2 separate regions of the Rattus norvegicus genome follow, and region 1 is linked to region 2. A link is a contact called in public Hi-C data. All regions are on one chromosome and are shown on one strand. Each heading gives the region's core, a stretch centred on a gene start, on an enhancer-like site or on the middle of the called end of the contact. The rest is flanking DNA. Distances are from core to core; before and after follow the strand shown. Region 1 holds the start of Slc10a1 (solute carrier family 10 member 1). Region 2 has its middle 30 kb from the start of Srsf5.

Evidence for each region. Hi-C and Micro-C count contacts between places; a contact is called where the count stands out from the background.
Region 1: a Hi-C map of hepatocytes shows a contact between it and region 2, with 1.5 times the contacts expected there. The contact joins the promoter of Slc10a1 here to the enhancer-like site in region 2. A contact is called at or near these places in 2 of 12 Hi-C or Micro-C datasets (hepatocytes and liver).

Annotation. Positions count from the first base shown.
Region 1 is chr6:106,355,250-106,361,896 of GRCr8, forward strand. It overlaps Slc10a1 (solute carrier family 10 member 1), which reads right to left and starts at 2,695. Exons shown (of 5, transcript NM_017047.2): 1 at 2,219-2,695. The coding sequence starts at 2,574.
Region 2 is chr6:106,303,010-106,310,033 of GRCr8, forward strand. No RefSeq gene overlaps it. Among named protein-coding and RNA genes, the nearest start is that of Srsf5, 30 kb to the right of the region's middle. Within about 2 kb of position 5,237, at least 9 of the 93 cell types and tissues checked have an H3K27ac peak or open chromatin away from gene starts, as enhancers often do. A contact at or near this core is called in hepatocytes and liver, where this site is marked.

The DNA of each region.
Region 1 (6,647 bases), core at 1,445-3,944, 50 kb after region 2:
GCCAAAACCAAACTAAGCCAGCAAAAAGCAGGAAGCTGTGATGGCATGAATTTTTTCCTGTACAGTACATTAAGTCTGTTCAGAGAGGCCAGTGCCTTTGAGACTGGTAGGCAGCTTCCAATCACTCTGTCAATGAACAGGCTAGCTCTCAAGACATCTATAGACGCACCAGCTCTAAAGCCAGCCAGCCCCTGACCAGAGGTGCTAAGCCTTTCCTCATCTGTGAATGTGGTTGGTTATGGCACTCCCTCCTGTATGTTACCAATCCGTGTCAGTCGCCAAAACAAGGACCAGTGCAGGACGTATATACGGCGGACAACATGAGTATCGAGGGATTAAAACTGGACTTTGCTGGGGGAGGGGCTGGAGAAACGGCTCAGTGGTTAAGATTACTAGCTGCTCTTCAGCTGATTTGGGTTTGATTGCGAACACCCACGTAGCCATTCACAGCCATCTGGAACTCTAGTTCTAGGGGGATCCAGTGCCCTCTTCTGTCTCTCTTGGGTACTAGGCACACAGTGCAAAGAGACATACATACACATAAAAAAAAAAATAAGTTGGGGCTGGGGATTTAGCTCAGTGGTAGAGCGCTTACCTAGGAAGCGCAAGGCCCTGGGTTCAGTCCCCAGCTCCGAAAAAAAGAACCAAAAAAAAAAAAAAATAAGTTTAAAATTTGACTTTGTCGAAAAGAGTGTTTCGTGAGTGGTTCTCAGCATTGCTGCCATTGCTATAATATTGCACGTAGGAACTTTTCAGGACAGCTGGGATTGAAAGTCTGCCAGTGGGATCTGAGGCCTGGTTAATGTGTATGCGAATGACAGGTTTGCTTAGGAGGAAGAGGCTTTGGCAAACGGTGGCTGCACCAATGCTCCTGGTAGAGTCTGGGATCTAAAACCAAACACTGAGCACAGTGCAGGAGCCATCTCCTTGATCTTACAACAAGCTAGGTGCAGTGGGAGGCCTCCTAGGGCCTCCTAGTGGGGCTGATTAGAGAGGGGCATCATTAACAGCCACCAGTTGATGAGAATGTGATACTTGGTTACACTTAAAAACTTACCCGTTATCCTTCATGCTGTCCTATCGGCTGCTTCCACAGATACACAGATCCCCAGAGTGCCCCCTTTCTGACTAATGCGACTACGAATTCCTTCTGCACCAGAGCTGAGGTTTAACCTGGACATCTTGGAGACAGATAAGGCTTACAGGACAGCATGACTAATGTCTTGCCCCTCCTTCTAGTTGCCCTCATGCTGCCTTGCCTCATCAGGAGAGACTTCTTGGTTGGTTTTCCTTGTAAAGTTTAGTCACAGGCAAGGTGGCCACGGAACCAAGTAGATTGGCTTTGGGTTCCCTCCTTTACTTGACACTGAACGTCTCCACTGAGAGCAAGCCCAGAGGGAGACTGGCTTAAGTCCGAGGCTGTGTTTCTGTGGTGAGTTCAGCCATGGTGTGGGCTGCCCAAGCGAGCTGAGAGGGCCTTCTCTCCTGGGCATTCACTGCTGTTGGTTGCAGCTGTATGAAGGACAGATAATCCACCAAGCCTGAGGAGTCCGGCTCTTCAGAGTGAGACCTCACTGGTTTCTGGTCAGGATGTTCTAGGCTCAGGCTATTGTTAGCCTTTTCCCTGCTTGTTATACTGAGTGAAGCCCAGTCTAACCTGGGCAACTGCTGGGACCTCAATTCTACATGAGGTTTCTTTGGATGGCAATCTCACCACATCTGACACATCTGAAGGGTCTTAGCAGATACTCTGGATGCCCAGATACTGGAGAAAGAGCCTTTGGAATCTCTTCTCTGCAGGAATTTAAAATGTTTGTTTGGTTCCCAGTCACGTTGGCCTGCCTGGAGTGTTCTGGACCCATTATGGCCCCTTTTAGATTTTCAGTCTCAGAACTGATACACCATGTCACATTCAGCTGCCTGCAGTTCTGAGGTACTCTTTCATTGAAATCTCCTTTACAGTGGTCCTGTAGAGACTTCAGGGAGTTTAGGGGTGTCTAACCTACCTCTGGACCAGCTTAATGTTTTTTACTTGTGATTTTTAAAGCAAAGAAACTCCAGAGCCTGCCCCAACTTAGCATAAGCCTTTGGCATTCAACACCAACCTCAATCCAGCTCTTACACCCCCCTCTCCTAGCTCCGGCATAGATCTTCTCCAGATCATGACATCTTTGCAGCACCCCATGCCACACTGCTCCCTCCTAACCCTCTGTCCTACCTGAGGTTCATGTCCCCCTTCATGGCCAGGGTGAAGAGGTTGGACAAGTTCCCCCCGGGAGAGCAGCCACAGATGAGGATGGCCAGAGCTTCAATGTTGCTCAGGTGAAAGATCTTGCCGAGAAGAAAAGCAGCGAGGGGCATGATGCCAAACTGGGCCACCAAGGCAACGATCACCCCTTTGGGCTTCCACAAGTGAGCCTTGATCTTGCTGAATTCCATGGTGCAGCCCAGTGAGAGCATGATAAGCAGCAACATTAACACCAGGATGATGCTAAGCGCCTTGTCTGTGGCCCGGTGGCCAAAGCCAGGCGGCAGGGAGAAATTGAAAGGGGCTGATACGTTGTGCACCTCCATCCTCTGGCACAGCGAACACGGCCCTCGCTCTCTGCTGCTGTCCTTCCTTGCCCAGAGCTTGCTGGATGTTTTCTTCAGTCAGTCCCCTTTCAGGACAGAGTTTGTGGACAAAATGTGGCTGTGGGCAAATAAAAGATTAACCAGCAGAACCACAGTTGTGGTTATAAGAGCCCATAACCTTATGCCCCGGATCTCCTACCTTGCTCAAGTTTCCTGACCTCTGTGACTGCCTGGTGGCACTCATACCCAGCCCAGGGTTGACTCTTCCCCTTCTGCGCATACTTTCCTCATAGTGCTTCTGAGACCCACCCATGACCTGCAACAAAGCAGGTCTACTTTTCCCTTCAGTTCCTGCTTCAAGCTCGGTCTCTGAGGCTTCAGGCTGTTTCCTGAGTAAAGGTGCCTTCCCTATGCCCAGTGAGTCACCATCTGTTGTCAAGAGAAAGAGACTGTTTTGCCTTTGTTTTCCTCCTCTAAGTGGCAAAGGCTAGAGGGCCATGGGACAGGATGGGGGGATGCGGTGTTGCTGTCTTCAGGAGAGGATGTGGCCACGACTTTCTTCCTCTGACACCTTGTTTTGTGCCCATATCTGGAACGTACGTGTCCTGTTGGTGTTGGTATTGGTGTTGGTGGTGGGGCACCATGAATCCTTGAAAGACTTACTTATCTCCAGAGGGGGAAAAACTTTCTGAGGTGCACTGGGCTCTTGGAAGCCTGGAGACTATGCAAAGCACAGCTCACAGGAAGCTCCAGTTGTGAAGACCAACTAACTGGGGCCTGAGGTATCCATGGTATCGAGAAACTTTTGAGAAGGAGGTGAGGCTGTGTTAATCTTGAGATTTACCAGATAGGAAATTAATTCCACTATTTTGGGCCATATTTAAAGCAAGCTTTATTGACTGTTGAATACTGACCAGGACATGGGCTTCGGGCAGAACCAGATCCTGGAATGTTCCAGCTGAGTACCCCGAGGTACACATGTAGAGGGGTTTCTAAAGACTGATCTATGAACCACTTTCCCATGAGGCATTGTTATTTTTCCAAGAATGACAACTTCTGATCTTCTAGGAAGTTACCAGGTCCTTGGGCAGGTGGGGTGTGCACGCTCATTTTGGGCATTTCAGATGGGCAGTCTTTTCTTACGATGCTCCCAATGGCTTTATTTTTTTGCATGCTGCACCCTGTCCCTCACGATGGAAGCCAGGTGGGAGGCACACCTCAGCAGCAGCGTGAGAGAGGCAGGTACAGCCATCCTGGGCCTCACTCCCCCCCACTCACCTCAGCAGTGAGATAGAGTCGGTCTGTCAGATGTACAGTTTCCTCTCGGCTGTTGGGAACCCCTAGCCTTGTGGCCTTCTAATTGCTGAGATCTGGGATAATGCATAATCATTTTATTTTGGTCTTAACATGTAGCCCACATGGACTTGAACCTATGGTGCTCATGTCTCTTCCTTTCCCACGCAGAGTGAATAGGCTACTGTGGTTTGGGGTAGTGACAAGTTTGTGGCTTAGTGTTAATTACTTGGAAACAAGAGCTCCTTCACACTCTTGCTCTTGTAGGTTTGGTTCCCAGTATCCATGTTAGGAGGATTAAACCACCTGCAACTCCAACTTCAAGGGATCTGATCTTCTCTTCTGGCCTCCACAGGTACCCATACTAACACATGGTGCCTCCCCTCCCTTTCCCATACATATATTTAAGATAAACTAAAAAAGAAAAAAGAAAAGAAAGTGAGAGATTTCAGCAATGGCATTGGTGGCCTCTGGAACCATGTACAGATGAGGATTCAAATGTAGTCCACACAGACCAACATCACACCCATGAGGCAGCTGCTCCCCGGAGTTGTACGGTGCACAGCATGGACGCTGGCCCTAGGCAACATGAAACTTCCCTTGGAGAAGTTTCTGATCCCTTCTCCTTGGAGAGTCTCTGATGTGGATGTTTTCCTGATGTTTGAGTTGGACTGGGCTCAAGAGAAGGGCTGGCAGAGGGCTGGCAGAGGGCTGGGCAGTGTATGTGGATGCTAATTGTTGGAAGACGATGTGATTAAGGTAGCAGTCCACCATGTCTGGGTAGCTCTCCAAGCTTGATGCAAAATGGAGGAGTCCCTTTCTCAGAGGGGCTTCCCCCTTTCCTCTGACTTCATCTGGAGAGTGTCTCTGAGCAGGTGCCTGACATTATCTGGAGGACAACTCTGTTCAGAGCTTCCTGTAAACACTGCATGATTTCAGCACCTAAGTCCCCCTGAGCTTTTGCCGCTAAGTGATAATTAGGTGTCAATCAGCCCTCCTGCCTTAATGTAACCCTAAGAGCCCTTATCCTACCCCTGAAACAATAAAGTTGAGCTATGTCTTAGGGTTTTACTACTGGGAAGAGACACCATGACCAAGGCAACTCTTATAAGGACAACATTTAATTGGGGCTGGCTTACAGGTTCAGAGGTTCAGTCCATTATCATCAAGGCAGGAGCATGGCAGCATCCAGGCAGGCATGGTGTGAGTTCTACATCTTCATCTGAAGGCTACTGGCTTCCAGGCAGCTAGGATGAGTGTCTTAAAGCCCACGTCCACAATGACACACTTCCTCCAACAAGACCACACCCACTCCAACAAGGCCACACCTCCTAATAGTGCCACTCCCTGGGCCAAGCACATTCAAGCCATCACAAATTGTCTCACTGAAACTGACTCCTAGAAGTCCTTCCATCATACTCATGGCTGTCCAAACCCTGCTCTCTGCTTCTGCTCTCCCTGCTATCATGGACCTGTGGCTGATGGTCCCCGAGGAGAGGGAGATCCACAGCTAGCCATTCTGAGTACTAGGGGTATCCTGAAGGAGGCTGCTTTCTCTCTTTGGAGAAAGCCAACACAGGTAGGCATTCTTTCTCTCTGTTTTCTGGCCACCATCATTTGATTGGTTGCCCAGGGCCATGCAGAAAGAATGACAGATGGACTGTGGTGTCCCCCCCAAACCCCCATTGGTGTGAACCCAGCCACAATGGGTGCTCCTCTGTCTAGGCATCACCCTGAGGACTACATGTCCCAAGGACTTCATGCTGCTGTGGAGCTCCCTCTTAATCTAAGAACTAACTGTGTGGAAGCTCTAAAGGGGTTTCCAGTCCCTCACTGGGCAGTATCTCTGTCACTCACAATAGTGCTTGATCTTTCGGAGCCATTGCTGCTGGAGCAGATTAATGGTGCAGTCACCACCCTAAGAAAGAACTTAGAGATGTAGATTGTCAGCAATGACCACCACCCTTAGAGAGCATTTGGAAAAATAAAATTGTCAGTGAAGCCAGGTTGAGATGTATTTGCTACTGGCTCTGATGTAGAAAATCTTAGGGAACAAATTGAAGTTCAGAAAGGCACACTCTTATTAGTTAAGCTAGGACCCTTTATGGTCGGGGAACAAGAACAATGGTAACACTGGCTGACGTCTTACACCTATTTTACCCTCACCTTCCTGATATAATTTAATAAGAACTGCTGATGAGTAGATGTGCATCCTGAGGTTTTAAAGTAGACATAACTGAATTTTATACAATGGTTTAGATTTGTAGCTCTTTTATAATTCTTATAAGATTACCTCTAAAGATAAACAATAAACTAATGAATCCTTTCTTTGTAACTACAATAAGAGAAACTTGGCTGAGCAAACTACCGTGCGTCTCACACTTTGTTAATCTATAACAGCTTAGTTACCGATGTTCATGGGTGCTTGGGAATAATTTGTTTTCTTTGCCTGTACTGTGCAATGTTATTTCTTGTGAAAGGTATGGGGGAACATACTGGTTTTTTCATAGTCATTCACTAGAAGAAAGCTAAAATGTAATCACCTTGTAATTTTGAACCGCTTGAAAGATTTGGCTGGGATATAGAAGCCATGGGAGAAAAAATAAAGTTGGAACATTGTTCCTTTCACTTACCAATTATGTGTCTGTATGCATATATGTATATAAGTATATATGTATGTGTATGTATATGTGTGTATGTAAAGTTTGTGTGGGAATGGGTTGAAGATGTTCTAAATGGGTTAAATCTGTTCTAATGGGTTAAATCTGTATGTGTAAATC
Region 2 (7,024 bases), core at 3,987-6,486:
TACTCTGTTTCTGTAATGTGGCTTTTAATTTACTTTCCTAAACTAGAATCTACTATAACAGCAAGATATTACAACAAATCAAACTAGTATGTACAGATAAGTTCTATTAATTTAGATATTAAAGTCTTATCTTCTTTAGAATTAGAACTAGCTACTCCTCAGGCCATAGCTATGTTCTCAGACTCACCAAAGATAAAGGTAAAACTAAAAGAGAAGGTTTGGTTTTGTTTTTGAGGCAGGGTCTTACTTATCCCAGGTTGGCCTTGAAGTTGCTAAGGATTACCTTGACCTGCTGGTCCAAGAAGTTTCCAGAGATCGCTTCATTGTAATGAACTCATGCATTTTAAAATATCACATACCTAGATTAAGATAGCCACTCAAACCTTTGCCCGGTCTCAGACTCCGCTGTCTCCGTGAACTTCTGGCCAGCTGGATTGCACTCGGAAGCCAGCAAGTAATGCTCAGCACGTGGTTTCTGTATCAGTTACGTTTTCACAAAGGCCTCACCACACCTTGTCCCAGTTACGCATCTTTTATGGCCATATTCACCACACACAGATGCACACACAAAAAGCAGACCAAACCCAAAACACAAACAAACAAGAACTATGACAGAGTTGAAACCAGGCAAACAATTAGCTTTACATTGTCTCTCACGGCTTGTGTGTCCCTTGTCTGCCTGCATCATGTCCTTCCTTGGTTTCCTTTCTAAATGTTACACTTACAGCTGTTTACATACAAATGTGTATACATGACTGGCCAGGATCCCCTCAGGAGGGAGAACATACTTTTTCTTTCTAAGTTTGGGTGATTTCACTTCATATTATACATTCAAATCCACCCCTCCCCATTTTTCCTTTCAGGTATTCTTTCTTTCTCTCTCTCTCTCTCTCTCTCTCTCTCTCTCTCTCTCTCTCTCTTTCTTTCTTCCTTTCTTTCTTTCTTTCGAGTACACTGTAGCTGTCTTCAGACACATTAGAAGAGAGCATTGGATCCTATTACAGATGGTTGGGAGTCACCAAGTGGTTGCTGGGATTTGAACTCCGGACCTCTGGAAGAGCAGACATTGCTCTTAACCGCTGAGCCATTTCTCCAGTCCCCCTATTTTTCTTCTTAATTATGTGTCTTCATGTGTGTCTCTGTGTGGGTTTGTGCTTGTGAGTGTAGTGGCTGGGGCTGGCCAGAAGAGAACATTTCAGCCCCAGGGATTACAGGCAATTTAAGCTTGCTTAGCATGGGCGCTGAAAACTGAATTAAAGTCCTTTGGAAGAACAGTGTATACTCTTAACCTCGAGGTCCTTTCTAGGCCAAGATTTAATTTTTTAAAAAAAGATTTATTTATTTTATATAAGTACACTATAGCTGTCTTCAGACACACCAGAAGAGGGCATCAGATCCCATTACAGATGGTTGGGAGCCACCATGTGGTTGCTGGGATTTGAACTCAGGACCTCTGGAAGAGCAGTCAGCATTCTTTTTTTTTTTTTTTTTTTTTGGTTCTTTTTTTCGGAGCTGGGGACCGAACCCAGGGCCTTGCACTTCCTAGGCAAGCGCTCTACCACTGAGCTAAATCCCCAACTCCAGCAGTCAGCATTCTTAACCAGTGAGCCATCTCTCCAGCCCCAAGATTTAATTTTTTTAAACACCTGAATACTATTCCTATTTTGATTATGGAGCACATTTATTTATTTATTTATTTATTTATTTATCCATTCATCTGTTGGGTGGCATCCAGGCTGGTTCAGTGTTTGTGCTATAGTAAAAAGGGCCTCAGTGAACATAGATGTGTAAATAACTCTATAGTAGAATATGGATTTCTCTGGATCTATTCCTTGGCATGGAATAGCTGGGTCATATGATAGTTCTATTTTTAATTTTTTTAAGGAACCTTGAAACAAATGTGACTGCATTAATTTGTGCTCTCATCAGCAGAAAAAATTCTAAATATATTATAAAATATTTCGTAGACTACAAACATCTGGAGATTGTATGGAGGACATATAGATAGAAATATAACAGATGTGTGTTTGTTGTGGGAATCTCGAGATCACTGCACTGCATTTAAAGCAAGAAAAGCAACTTGGCCGTTCTACAGTCAGAAAGTCTCAGAGCTGGCAGGACCTGTCTGACAAAACCTTGTCTTGGCAGACAGGTCCGAAGAGAACCTTTGAAATCCACTTTGTTTCCTCAGGTGTGAAAGAGGGTGGGGCTGTGGGTATCCTTGTTCTGGTGAAACAGAACACCCAAGGCAGAACCTGGGGGTGGGGTGGGGGTGGAAGTGGGGGTGAGGGTGGGAGAGGTCCTTCAGCTTTAGGGATGGGGTGTGCACGTGTACGTGCCACAGGGAGCCGAATGGCCAGGGTCCAGTATTTGACATGAGAGTTCGCTTGGCTCTTTGCTGTTTAAACAGCTTGGCCATGGAAAACAATGCAGAGACCAGGAGTGAAATCCTGATAGTAAAAAACAGATAGATCAGGCTGGAGAGATGGCTCAGTGGTTAAGAGCACTGACTGCTCTTCCAGAGGTCCTGAGTTCAAATCCCAGCAACCACATGGTGGCTCACAACCGTCTGTAGTGAGATCTGATGCCCTCTTCTAGTGACATACATAAAATAAGTAAATAAATCTTTAAAAAAAATGGATAGATCAAGCCAGCAGTAGGGGTTCCTCCACAGTGCTTTCATTCAAGAGACCCAGTGTGGCCTAGAAAACAGTTCCACTTTCAAGTGGCTGCAGCCCAGGAAGCAGAAAGGAAGAAATGCTTACAAGGAGCCTGGAGGAATCACATTAATAACATTATCAGCAGAAGCTGCCATTCACTGGGCTCCTTACTCCAGGCCCCTGACCTACCATACTCTGTTGATATTGTGAGTTGATACCCACCACAGCCTGCTGTGCTGAAGACTGACCTTCCTCCCCAGCCAATGGCTCAATTCCTCTGTAAGTTCACGCAAAGGTCCTAGTGCTGGTGATTTGCTCAAAGCCTTCCTGGGCCACGTTTTTGCCATTGTGCCAAGGTGGAACTGGTTCACCAACCCTTGCTGAGAACCCCTACAGCTCTCTGTGGGCTGAAGACAATAATCCAGAGAGTTCGCAGAGGTGTCTTTAGACAGCTCAAAGTTCTGCACGCTGTGCTGAGCAGTTTGGGGGCCTCTAAGCATGGATATGGTTTCATTTTTAGAGATGTAGTTTTATATGTATTTACTCTGTGTGGAAGGGAGTGTGCGCGCGTGTGGTGTGTGTGTGTGTGTGTGTGTGTGTGTGTGTGTGTGTGTGTGTGTGTGTGTGCAGGTGTCTGCGGAGGTCAGAAGGATGTTGGGTCCCCTGGAGCTGATGTTACTCCTGGTTGTGACTTCAGACATGAGTACTGGGGACTTGAACTCTTTCCCTCTGAAAGAGAAGGAAATGCTTTTACCTGCTAAGCCACCTCTCTGGACCTTGACTGTGGTTTTATACTAGAAAGGTGACAGTCGAGAGCGACATCATTGGCTGTAACGTTTAAAGACCAAGCTTTTCCTTTTTTTGGCAGGGGTGAGGGGTGGGTGGTGGTAGGGTTGAGACCGGTTTTCTCTGTGTAGCCCTGGCTGTCCTGGGACTCACTCTGTAGACCAGGCTGGCCTCCAACTCACAGAGATCCACCTGCCTCTCTAGTGCAGGGATTAAAGGTGTGTGCCACCCCTGTTCAGTTCAAAGACCAATCTGGAACATCTGATTAACTTAGTATTTAAATGTTCGTGAACCCTGTGTGATCAGACTGTTATTTAACTAAAATAAGATCCTTCAAAAGGGTAGACGAAGAAGGCTAAAGAGATGGCTTAGCAGTTTAAAACATTTACTCTTGCAGAAGACCTGGATTTGATTTCCAGCACCTACATGGGGGCTTACAACCATTTGTAGCTCCAGTTCTAGGGGTTCCAGTGCCCTCTTCTGACATGTGAGGGCACCAGGCATGCATATAGGACACATACAAACATACAGGCAATGAGTGGATACATCTAATTATTTTAAGCCAACAAAACAAAAAGCAAGCCATTCTTAGTGCCCGAAGTCTTGTTCTCTCAATGATGAACTGAGTTTTGCTACTTGAAGTTGTGTCCGTAAGAGATGCATCCTGTGCTTGCTTTCTGGGTTGTGAGCCGTGTAAGCTTCTGTAAGAGTATGGAGCAGCTTAGATTTCCAGGCTCGGTTGGATCAGGTAAGGGGTTTTGGGTGCAATACGAAACACTGAGCTTAATTTTGTAGTTGTCAGGAAACATTTGTTGTAGCTCTGTTAGTAGTCAGACCCGATGGTTCTATGTTCATTTATTCACGTATCTGTTCGTTCTCTTGTTTATTTGCTTTGTGTGTGTGAGGTTAGAGAACAACTTACAGGAGTCAGTTCTGTAACTCGTAGGCCCCCAGACCTCAGCACAGCTGACTCCATGATGGACAGCACCACTTGCCAAAGTGAGAACAAAGATCTAATCTATCAAAGTACACGGTTCTGGGAAAATCTCTATAGCTCTGCTTCTGGCTAAACGTTCTTGTTAACTAAAGTGTGCCAACCCAGAATATAGTTGTTGTGTTAAAAGCTCACTCTGAGAAAGGTTCAGGGCTACACTGGTGACCCAGTACCTAATGTAGCCACTGGTCAGCTAATAAGGACCTTTTGTTGGCTTAAATCCATGTCTAAGCAGTCTTCTTTGGTGAATACTTCACAAAGGTTCTCTCTCTCTCTCTCTCTCTCTCTCTCTCTCTCTCTCTTCTCTCTCTCTCTGTTGGAAGATTTATTTATTTTGTGTATGTGAGTACTCTATCTGCATGTGCACCCACATACCAGAAGAGGGCATCAGATGACATTATAGATGGTTGTGAGCCACCATGTGGCGACTCAGAATTGATCTCAGGACCTCTGGAAGAGCAGCCAGTTCTCTTAACTGGGGAGCCATCTCTCCAGCCAGTTCTTTCCTATCATGTGGGCTCCAGGAATCAAATTCAGGTCATGTCGGTGGCAGATGCTTGTATCTATTTAAACATCTTTACCTCTGGACTTGCCCTTTCTAACAACCTAGAACAGTGTTCTTAAGGGACTGTGTGGGTCTCCCTTTCTTCAGCAGGGAGGGGGGTGGGGGGTTGCTGGCTACCTGCACACAAGGGCAAAGGGAGCAGAAGCAGCTGGCAGGGTTCTTCAGCCCAGAGGGAAGGGCTGAGGCGGGACTTAAGTGCTGAGTCATGCTGTGCTTGCTGGAAGCTCTATGCAGGGTCATAGTCCAGATAAGACCAGGCACCTGTGCTCAGAGCCGCTCTCCATGCAAGGTTAGGCAAATAAAGGGAAGCCCCACTGAGAAAGGGAGTCCTCCATTTTGCACTGAATTTGGAGAGCTACCCAGACATGGTAAACTGACACCGTAATACCTAGGTTCTCCAACAGGACTGCAGCCAAGGTCTCATAACTTCTTACCTTTGAAAGTATTGCTTTCTAGCCAAGAGCACACTGTGCCTCCATCTCCTGCACGAAATAAGGTTTCCTTACAACACAGTCCTTGTTCCTAATGACACTTCATTGAGACTTGTCCCTGCTCCCTGGAGCTCCAGCCTGACCCAGTCCCCTAAATCCCTAGTCTTGTAAAAGCCCCCTGACTCCTCATTGATGGGCTGTCCCTCCTTTACCATGTGTATTTCCTTCCCACCAGGTTAACAACACTAATTTCATTATACTGTATGCACAGGTCCTTGTCCATTTTCTGTTGCTAATAGCAACAACAAAAACTAGGCAGCTTACAAAGAGTTTTATTAGGTTCATAATTCAGCCACTGGGTCAAGGGGCTCCATCTGATAATATTTTTTCTTGGTGGAACGTCCTGAGGAGGCACAGGGCATGACGTGGCAAGAGATAGGCAGTGTTCCAGAGGCCTAGCCAAAGTGGTTTTATGATTGACTCATCTTTGAGATAACCCACCAAGGCACCAACTGCTTGAACAGTTGAATGAATCCATTCTTGCTCTGGTTTTGTGATTGTTGTTTGTTTTTGAGACAAGGTTTCTCCATGAAGCCATGGCTGTCCTGGAACTTGCTCTATAAACCAAACTGCCCTCAAATTCAGAGATCCACCTGCCTCTGCCTCCCGAGTTGAGTTCTGTTTTTAAAGGCATGTGACAGCACTCCCAGCTAATGAATCCATTTTGCAGAACTTCTTCAATGTCCCATCTTTTTTAGACAAAGTCTAACTCTGGCTAGTCTGGAATTCTCTATGTAGAGCAGACTGGCCTCAAACTCACATAGATTTGCTTGTCTTTGTGTGTTCTCAGCTCTCACCTCTTTTTTTTTTCTTTTCTTTTCTTTTCTTTTTTTTTTTTTTTTTTTTTTTCGGAGCTGGGGACCGAACCCAGGGCCTTGCACTTGCTAGGCAAGCGCTCTACCACTGAGCTAAATCCCCAACCCCAGCTCTCACCTCTTAAAAAAATACAATTCATTTATTTATGAGTGTGGGCTCAAATATAGCAGGGTGTGTGCATATAGAGGTCAGAGGACAACTTGTAGAAGCTGGTTTTCTCATTCTGCTATGTGAGTCTAAGTATTTGAATTCAGGTTATCAGGCTTGGTGGCAAGAATCCTGGTCTCATTTCTTAGTGTCCCACAATTGGCATTTAAACCACAGTATACCCCTGTTGACTTTTTTCTTTTCTTTTCACCTCCTCCTCCTCCTCCTCCTCCTCCTCCTCCTCCTCCTCTTCCTCCTCTTCCTCCTTCAGTTTGTTGTTGTTGGATGTGGGTGTTTTGTTGTTGCTTTTTGTCTGTTTGTTTGATTGATTATTTTGTAGCCTTGGCTGGCTGTCCTGGAACTTGCTCTGTAGACTAGGCTGACCTGGAACTCAGGGATCCTGCCTCTGTGGAATTAAAGGCATGTACCACCATGCCCAACTAGCAGCAGTAGCTGCTGCTGCCTCTTCTTCTTCTTCTTCTTCTTCTTCTTCTTCTTCTTCTTCTTCTTCTTCTTCTTCTTCTTCTTCTTCTTCTTCTTCCTCTTCCTCTTCCTCTTCCTCTTC